Linked DNA regions of Sus scrofa: regions 2 and 3 are each linked to region 1. The links are chromatin contacts, called in public HiChIP or PLAC-seq and promoter capture Hi-C maps. All regions are on one chromosome and are shown on one strand. Each heading gives the region's core, a stretch centred on a gene start, on an enhancer-like site or on the middle of the called end of the contact. The rest is flanking DNA. Distances are from core to core; before and after follow the strand shown. Region 1 holds the start of PTK2 (focal adhesion kinase 1). Region 2 holds the start of TRAPPC9 (trafficking protein particle complex subunit 9). Region 3 holds the start of CHRAC1 (chromatin accessibility complex protein 1).

Region 1 (2,776 bases), core at 80-2,579:
CCGTTTTACAAATAAAATATGAAGGGTGAGGCTCTGGTATTTCATTTCAAACGGTAATGGCCCGTTTTTCCAACCACGAAAATATTCACATCCTAAGTAAGAACCCCAATGATGGTCATCTTAAGTACAGACCCCCAAACTCTTACATCGCCTTCGTCTTGACTGTATTTCAGCCATTTCCCATAATTACTACAATATTACTATTATTTTAGTCTCACTGCCAAAAACCCAGCTGCAGGCTAACTAAACAAGAATAAGACACTGTTGAAATGGCTCAAACAAACAAACAACTCCCCCCCCCAAAAAAAAACCCTTTACTTCGTGCATTAAGCTACAAAATCCTGCAATCAAATACAACCAAGCACCAAGCGGCACGCAGAGCTTCCACCTACTCGGCCGGCGCAGCAGAGCTGGGGGCTGGGGCGAGAACAGGAGGAAACTTGGGCAGCTCAGCGCAATGAATCAAGCCAGGTCTTCTGGGTCATCGCTGAGAAAGCCGCCGGGCGACAGAAACTTGAGCGCCGGCCGCGACTCACCGCCGGCGTCGGCGCCCCGCTCGCGGGTTCGAGGCCCGGCCCTGCCCGCCGCGGGCCGGGGAGTCCTCGCTCGGCGTCCGGCCGATCCCCCGCGTCCCCGCGGATCTCCCTCTTCCCCTCCTTCCTCTCTCTCCCCTTTGTTTTGGAGGCCTCGGCCCCTCCGGCAGAGGCCGGCCCGACTCCCCGAGCCCCCGGCCTCCCCCGCCCCCGGGCCTCCAGACCCTCCGAGCTCCCGAATCCCCGGCCTCCCGGCGGCCCGCGAGCCCCCGGCCTCCCCGAGCCCCCGGCCTCCTCGCACCCCCCAATCGCCCTGCCCCCGAGCCCCCGGCCTTCCCACGACACCGGCCTCGAGACCCTCGGACTCTCCGAGCCCCGAACCCCCCGGCCTCGCAGCGCTCCCGGCCTCCTCGCGACCCCATCTCCCCGCTTCCCCGCGTCCCGGGCTCCCCACGGCCCGGCCTCCAGGGGCCGCGGCGGGCGCGGGAGGGGCCGGTCTCCGCCGCCGCCGGGACTGGCCGGTCCGCCCCGCGCGGCCCTCCGCCCTCGGGCCGAGGCCCTGCCAGCCACCAGCTCCGGAGTCGGCCGCTCGCCCGCCCGCGCCCCGGCCCCGGCCCCGGCCGGACCCCGCACTCACTCGGACTGCGCTCGGCGCCCGAGGCGACCGCAGACGACGACCGGGCGGCGCCGCGGCTGACGGGCCGCGCTCCCTCCCACGCCTCACGCCGCGGGCGCACAGCGGTCCCGGCCCAGCGGCGGCGGCGGCGGCGGCGGCGGGCTCGCGCCCTCGGGTCCTGCTGCGTCGGCGGCGCGCGCCGCCGGCGCGCCGCCGGCCGCGTCCCCGACCCGAGCTTCCGCCTCCCGGGAGCACCGGGCATGCGTGCCGCGCCCCGCGCATGCCCAGCACGCCGCCGGCGCCGCTCCCGGGATCGCGCGGGGGACGCCAGGCCCCGGCCTCGAGCGTGTTGGGGCTGCGCGCGGGCGTGGCTGCGGCCCCGACTGGCGGCCCCGGGGAGGCCCTGGCCGGGGGCGGGGGGCGGCGCGGGCGGAGCCGGCGTCCCGGGCTTGCCTCTGGCCGCACTTCGGGGCGGCCGGGTTGGACGGACTGCGGGGAAGCCGCGTTACCCCTTGCCTTCCCCAGTCCCAGACGCGGCCCTCTGGAGGCCTCCCCGGTCGGGGCCCCGCTGCCTCAGGGTCGGAAGCACGGATGTCGGGCCGGGCCGTGACTTCGCCAGGCTTCACGCCCAACCTAATGCGTTAGGTGTCCCTTTCCAGGTAGGGAAACTGAGGCTCAAGGATTTGCGCAGTGGCATCATAGCTAGTGCTGGGCGATACCAAGACTCGATCTTGGAAGACGGTCTGAAAAGCGCTTTAGAGGCTTAGAAATAGGCGCATTATCTACCTGAGCGCCAGCGGGGCACCGATCTGGGGCCATTACCCCCCAAGGTGCTGGCCGCCAGGTGCTGAGGCTTGACGAGGAGGAGGAGGACCCGTAGGCAGAGGGCAGCTGAGCCGAGAGCCGGAGAAGCGCTGACAGCTTCCGACTGAGCATGGTGGGGGGACTGTGTAAAAAATACAGGTAGTCAGGGGCCCCTTAAGTCGTTTTCAGGTGCCTAACACTTATTCTTTAGGCAGCAGGGAGACTTTGGAGAGTTTTAAGCAGGAGGTGATATCTGATTTGTGTTCTTAAAAAAAAAAAGAAAGAAAGAAATCACGGTCAGACTTGTGGTAGGAAATGAAACCAGAAGCAGAACAACTTTCATTTTCATGGTGTCACTTTGATCTCCAAGTCAGAAGGGAATAGGCACACAGTTCTCTTTTTTTTTTTTTTTTGCGTTTTATGGCGGCACCCGTAGCATATGGCAGTTCCCAGGCTAGGGGTGGAATAGGTGAACTCGCTGAAGCTCAGAGAGATGCCCCTCCATTCCCTTCTCAAGAGGGAGCTGTAATTCAGCTGTAACAAAATCAGGTAAAATAAAATATTTTCGCTTAGCAGCAAGCGTTTTACCATGTTTAAATGTTTTAATGTTATTTCATGAAATGTATATGGTTACATTTTTTTAAGATTGTAGGGAATCGGGTCTCTCAGTGTCAGCCCCAGTACCTTTGCACTGGCTGTCTGCTCTACCTGGAACTCTTCCCCTCTGCTTGGACCTTCTTACTCCCACTTCCTGCAGGCTCAGATGTCCGTCCCCTCATTAGATGTCAACTGATCACTCTGTGGAATAGGAACCACCCACTAC
Region 2 (2,776 bases), core at 187-2,686, 410 kb before region 1:
GGGTGTGGCTCAGGTTTTATCCAGAGCCCAGGAACTTCCACATGCCGAGGTTGCAGCCAAAAGAGTAAAAAAAACGCACAAAATACAGACATTGCCACGACACGGATGAACCTTGAAAACTGCATGCTCAGTGAAAGTTTTCACACCCAAAAGGCCACATCGTGTATGAATTCATTTACATGAAATGCCCCAACTCTGCAAATGCAGAAAGTAAATTTGTGGCTGCCACCGGCTGCAGGAGGGGACACTGCCAATGGGAGTGGAATTTCTTTTTGAAGGGATGAAAAGGTTCTGGAATAGTGGTTGCACGACTGTGAACATTCCAAAACCACGGAACTGAATGATTTAAATGGGTGGACTTCATGGTATGTGAACATTATCTCAAAGCTCTTATTTGAAAAAATATCTCTTGAGAACTATTTTTCCTTCTATACTACTAGCCTGCCTCACAGTTTAACAAACAACTAAAAACCTGCCAGATCCTTAGGACTGCAATATTCCTGGGTCTCCAATATGCCTCTACTGCTGTTGTCTCATGCGAACAAATACTAGCCGGGCTGGACCAGGAAGCCACTATAACTACCTTTTAAAAATCGCCAGTCACAAGTTTAAACTGGCGCGGAGGGGGGTGGAGGACCTCAAAGCCTCATGCCTTCAGCTCATTTTTAACTAAACTGAGCCCTGCTTTCAACACTATAGCCCCTCCCTCCATCAAAACATGTGAAATCAACAAGCGCCCCATCCCCACCGCAGAAAACCCCGCGTTAAAAGGCATTTACGTGGGGCAGATACAGGGAAGAGACCAAGGCAAACACAGCGCGGGCTCTCTCTGTTCCCAAGACCTGGCCGGAGAAGCCGGACTTTCCAATTCGGGGATCTTGTCCCCGGGAAACAGCGCCTGACGCCGCCGAGCGGGATCGGAGGCACTTTCAATCCAGAAGAGACCGAGGAAGGAAAGGGAGAGCAGGGCAGCGCCGGGATCGCGGGCAGCCCGGCTCCGAGCAGCCCCAGCCCGGCCACGGGTCCCGGCCGGGGGCGGGGGCCAAGGAGAGGACGCCCGGCCGGAGGGGACCCGGGGGCGGAAGCGGGGAAGGGGCCGGCCTCCGCCCCCGGAGGAGAGTCGGGGCCGCGGCCCGACAGGCGGCAGGTGCAGCCCGGCCGCCAGGCGGGGAAAGGGGCCACGGCAGGTGGCCCAGGCAGGTGCGGGCTGGGGCGAGCCCCTCGGCGGGACACACGCCGACTCGCGCCCTCGCGCGCCGGGTCGCTTGGACAGCCCTCCCGCTGCCGGCGCGATCCCCTGCCCGATCCTGGCACTTACACAGCCGGAGGCCCCGGGCCGGGAGCAGGAGCCAACGGCCTGGCGGGCGGTGGAGCCGAGCAGCCTCGGCGGCCGCTCCCCGCGCTCGGAGCTGGAGCTTCCGACTGGCGGCCGAGCCGGCACCGCCCCTGCGCATGCGCGGGCCCGTCCCGCCCGGCGATCCACTCCGGGTTTTGGGAGAGACACCGGGGAAGGAGGGAGGGAGGAGGGGGCGAAGGGGGAAGAGAAGAGGGAGGAGAAGAGCAGGCTGCGGGGTGGACCGAGGGAGGAGGGGAGGAGGGAGGAAGGCGGCGGAGGGCGGGTGGATGGACCCAGACGGGGAAGGAGCGGAGCGGAGCAGCTCCTGGGGCGGTTCACGCCCCAGGAAGTGCCAGTGCTGCCTCTGCGCCCCTTTCCGACCCCTCTAGGCACGCAGCTCACGTTCACCTAGGTGGTGGAGCCCTCCAGACCGCACCCCTGCAAAATCCCCAGGGGATCACACTCCTTGCCCCCACGCCGAGCCAGGCTTCGACGTGCTCCGGGGCCCAAGCACCCGCAGGCGTTGTCATCAATGCTCAGAATTACTCTGGGGAGGATTCAAGTTCCCCTTTTCCAGGCAGGGAAACTGAGGCAGGCACAGTCTTGGCGTGCCTCATCTGCGAGGTTGCAAGACCTGGGCGGGCGGGGCGGGAGGTAGAAGGTCAGAGCCCAAGCCTGGAGCAGACTGTCCCCAACCTTCCTGGGTAAATCATTCCGTACTCTGAGGGTCCCATCAAGGGCTCCGAATAGGCCCCTCAGTGTCCTTAGTTCCAGCGCCTAGCTTGCTAGGTAAGGGCAGAAGCCATGAAAGGATTTAAACCCCTCTAGGTTAAAACAAATACAACAAAAGAATTTACAAACATAGGTTGGACTGTGCATGTCATATTTGAAAAAATACACAAGGAATTGTAAACAGTGGCATCGCCAGGAAGGGCTGAGAGGACAGCGGATAAAGGAGACCACTCCCTTGTGTATTTCTGCGCTGTTTGAATTTTTTACCTTAGGTGTCCTTTAGTACAGCAAATACAAGCAGCCAGGGAAAAACCGAGCCATCACTTCTGCTTTACCCCAGCAAGAATTTATTGACCCTCTGTTCTGTGGCCAGGCTGTTTTATGACTTATTATTTACGCTTTCCTTATAAAATCATAACAAGCTATCCCTCATCCCCGCCCAGGGTCAGTGGAAAACTATTGGAGTTTTTATTCTTGTCCAAGGAGTAGGAATGAGTTAGAAACAGAACACATCTTCAGGGCAAAGCAAGTGGGGGAGATTTCCAGCAGGTCAGACAGCCAAGAAGGGTTTTTCAACAGAGTCTCCCAGAGGCCGAGAGAGAATGCTTCCAGGACCCCAAAAAAGCTGCCCAAGGTGGCTTCTCCATGGCACTAAGGGTGCAGGGTGACAGTTATAGAACAAGGAAAACAGACCCTAAGAGAGGCCAC
Region 3 (2,776 bases), core at 126-2,625, 370 kb before region 1:
AGCAAACAGCACCACGGTTCTTTCACTCTTACTCCATAACACACTGGCAAGCCCTGCTGGCTCTATCGTCAAATTAGATCCCCTATCACCGCTTCCACTCGGGTCTGACTCACTGTCTCTCTCCATCCCCGGAACCGCTTCCTAACTGTGCTCTCTGCCTGCTTCCGCTCCTGCCCCTGGACGATCTATTCACACACAGCAACTTGAGGATTCCTTGTAAAACTGAAGGGGGACCCCCTTACTCCCCCCAACCCTTTTGGAAGGAATTCTGTGATCTACAAAGCCCTATCTCATCTGGCCCATGGCTACTTCCTATCATCCGTTCCCTAGCTCACTTCACCCCAGCCACACCTGCATCCCATTTCATCACCTGCCATCACCTTCTACTCTGCAATTTCTTTGCTTCCACCCTTTCAACCTCCCCATCCTCACCACTCCCCTCCGGTCTATTCTCCATCAATAGCCAGGGGGATTTTTAATAAAATTTAAGACGGGAGGTCCCGACGCGGCTCAGCTGAAACGAATCTGACTAGCACCCAAAAGGACGCGGGTTCCAGCCCTGGCCTGGCTCAGTGAGTTAAGGATCCCATGTTGCTGTGGTGCAGGCCGGCAGCTACAGCTCCGATTTGACCCCTAGCCTGGGAACTTCCATATGCCCCAGGTGAGGTCCTAAAAAGACAAACAAAAGCCCCCCCCCAACTTAAGAGACATATCCCCTCATCCCTCTGATCTCTTTCAGCACTTCCCATTTTCCTTATTATTATTTTGTTTTTTAGGGCCACACCCGCGGGGCGTATGGAGGTTCCCAAGCTAGGGGTCCAATCGGAACCGTAGCCGCCAGCCTACACCACAGCCACAGCAATGCAGGATCCGAGCCGCGTCTGCGACCTACACCACAGCTCACGGCAACGCCGGGTCCTTAACCGAGTGAGGCCAGGGATTAAACCCTCAACCTCCCGGTTCCTAGTCGGATTTGCTTCCGCTGCGCCACGACGGGAACCCCCATTTTCCTTCTTCTACAATCCAATAGGACCCGGCCCCAGGCCGCCTCTCCGCCTTCATCCCGCACACCCCGGGCGCAGAGCGCGCCTCCCGAGCTTTCCGGAAAGGCTCCTCCCTCCGCGCCGTTGCTGCTGCTCCTCTTCCCAGCAAAGCGCCTTCTCATCAACAGGGCCGTCCGCGCTCCTCACTGCCCAGCCCCCTCCCTTCCCCCCGCGGTTCCCAGTCCTCTCCTGCCTACACGGTATCTGCCTCGACCTTCAGGGAGACGCCTCCCCGGCCCCCGCCCCCGGCCCAGCCGCCCTTCCTTCCGCCTCGTCCGCGCGCGGCATCACGGGGCTTGTAGTCCGCGCCCGGGGCCGCGCCTCCCGACACTACAACTCCCACGGGGCAGCGGGACGCCGCTCCCGCACCAACCGAGCGGGCCGGCCACCTCGCGGCGGGTCGGGGCTGCCGCCGCGGGGGCGGGGCGCAGAGATGGCGGACGGGGTCGCGGGCAAGGACAAGTGCGGGGAGCCTCGGCTGGTGTCGCTGCCCCTGTCCCGCATCCGGGTCATCATGAAGAGCTCCCCCGAGGTGTCCAGCATCAACCAGGAGGCGCTGGTGCTCACGGCCAAGGCCACGGTGAGGCGGACCGCGCGGGGAGGAGTGAGAAGCGGAGGGCGACAGTGGGGGCCGCCCGGGACCGTTGCGTCCCGCCCCGCCCTCCGAGCCCGGCCGAGTCCCGCCGCGCTGCCCAGTACCCCTCGGCCCGCGCGCCGCCCGCTCCCCTGCGCGCGCCCGCGCGCTCTCCTGGGCGCGGCCTCGCTGCCTTCCGCCGCGCGCTCCCCAGCTCCCGCGCGCCCTTCGCCCCGCCCCCGGGCGTCAATCCCGTCTTACCCCGCGCGCCCTCGCCCCGCCCACTCCGTTCCCGGCCTCCCCCGCGCGCCCAGCGCCCCGCCCACCCCCCCTCCTTCGGCGTCTCCTCCTCCCGAGTTGTCGGCCCCCAACCCCAATCCCTCCCCTCTTGTCGCTTCCGGCCGCTTCCGCTTTCGTGGCTTTGGGCTCCACCCCTCGGACGGTTGAGCGAACGGGCCCGCGCCTTCCTCCCAGTCTTCGGGGCCGCACGTCCCCAGGTCAGAATTAGCCTTTCCAGGGCCGTGGTTTTACAGCCGGAGGTGCTAGCCCCTCCCCGGTCTTTTGATTTGGCGCGTGGTGGGCGTTCTTGCCCAGGGCCAGGTTTCAGCTGCACGGTTTCCCTCGCTTTCACGTTCCCTAGAGTGGCTTCCGGCCCCTGCTGGTTGCGCCCAGTGTCCGGTGTCCCTACGGTCAGGGTGAGGGCGGTGGGAGGTCACGTGGTCTTGGGATAGTTGTGCTTTCGGGTCCAGCTTCGTTCTGTAGGTGTTAAGGAATTGAGGAGTTTCGCAAGCACTTCTTCCATCCCTTACTAACGGAACTAGGTGGATTTAAAATAGAAATTCCCAGAGGCTCAGCCCAGGGCTCAGTCTGGGCAGAAAGGGAAGCTGATCGTTTTTTTACCTTTAGGTTGTTGACCGTAACGGTTGTAGGCGGACAGCCTGGAAACACTGTGTTCAAACGGAAGTGTGTTCCTCAGCCACACCGAATTTTTGAATGGTCTCTTGCCCTTTTTAACTCCAGAGGTTCGTCATTAAATATGACTCATTGTTGAATCACTTTTGATTATTTTTCATAAGTTATAAATCTAAAGTAAACTTTAGGGAGACGCCTGCTTCCCTGACAACTTAATTCAGCCTTTGTTTCCTTTCTGACCGCGTAG

Evidence for each region. Promoter capture Hi-C pulls out the DNA fragments that hold promoters and counts their contacts. HiChIP or PLAC-seq counts read pairs in DNA pulled down with a chosen protein or histone mark.
Region 2: a promoter capture Hi-C map of liver shows a contact between it and region 1, with 2.6 times the contacts expected there. The contact joins the promoter of TRAPPC9 here to the promoter of PTK2 in region 1. A contact is called at or near these places in 2 of 5 promoter capture datasets (fetal liver and liver), 1 of 47 Hi-C or Micro-C datasets (heart right ventricle) and 1 of 2 datasets of contacts at active chromatin or transcription factors (skeletal muscle).
Region 3: an H3K27ac HiChIP or PLAC-seq map of alveolar macrophages shows a contact between it and region 1. The contact joins the promoter of CHRAC1 here to the promoter of PTK2 in region 1. A contact is called at or near these places in 1 of 5 promoter capture datasets (liver) and 1 of 2 datasets of contacts at active chromatin or transcription factors (alveolar macrophages).

What each region holds. Positions count from the first base shown.
Region 1 is chr4:2,655,159-2,657,934 of Sscrofa11.1, reverse strand. It overlaps PTK2 (focal adhesion kinase 1), which reads right to left and starts at 1,329. Exons shown (of 31, transcript XM_021088851.1): 1 at 1,171-1,329.
Region 2 is chr4:3,063,914-3,066,689 of Sscrofa11.1, reverse strand. It overlaps TRAPPC9 (trafficking protein particle complex subunit 9), which reads right to left and starts at 1,436. Exons shown (of 24, transcript XM_021088861.1): 1 at 1,319-1,436.
Region 3 is chr4:3,027,407-3,030,182 of Sscrofa11.1, reverse strand. CHRAC1 (chromatin accessibility complex protein 1) reads left to right here and starts at 1,375. Exons shown (of 3, transcript XM_021088860.1): 1 at 1,375-1,623. The coding sequence starts at 1,477.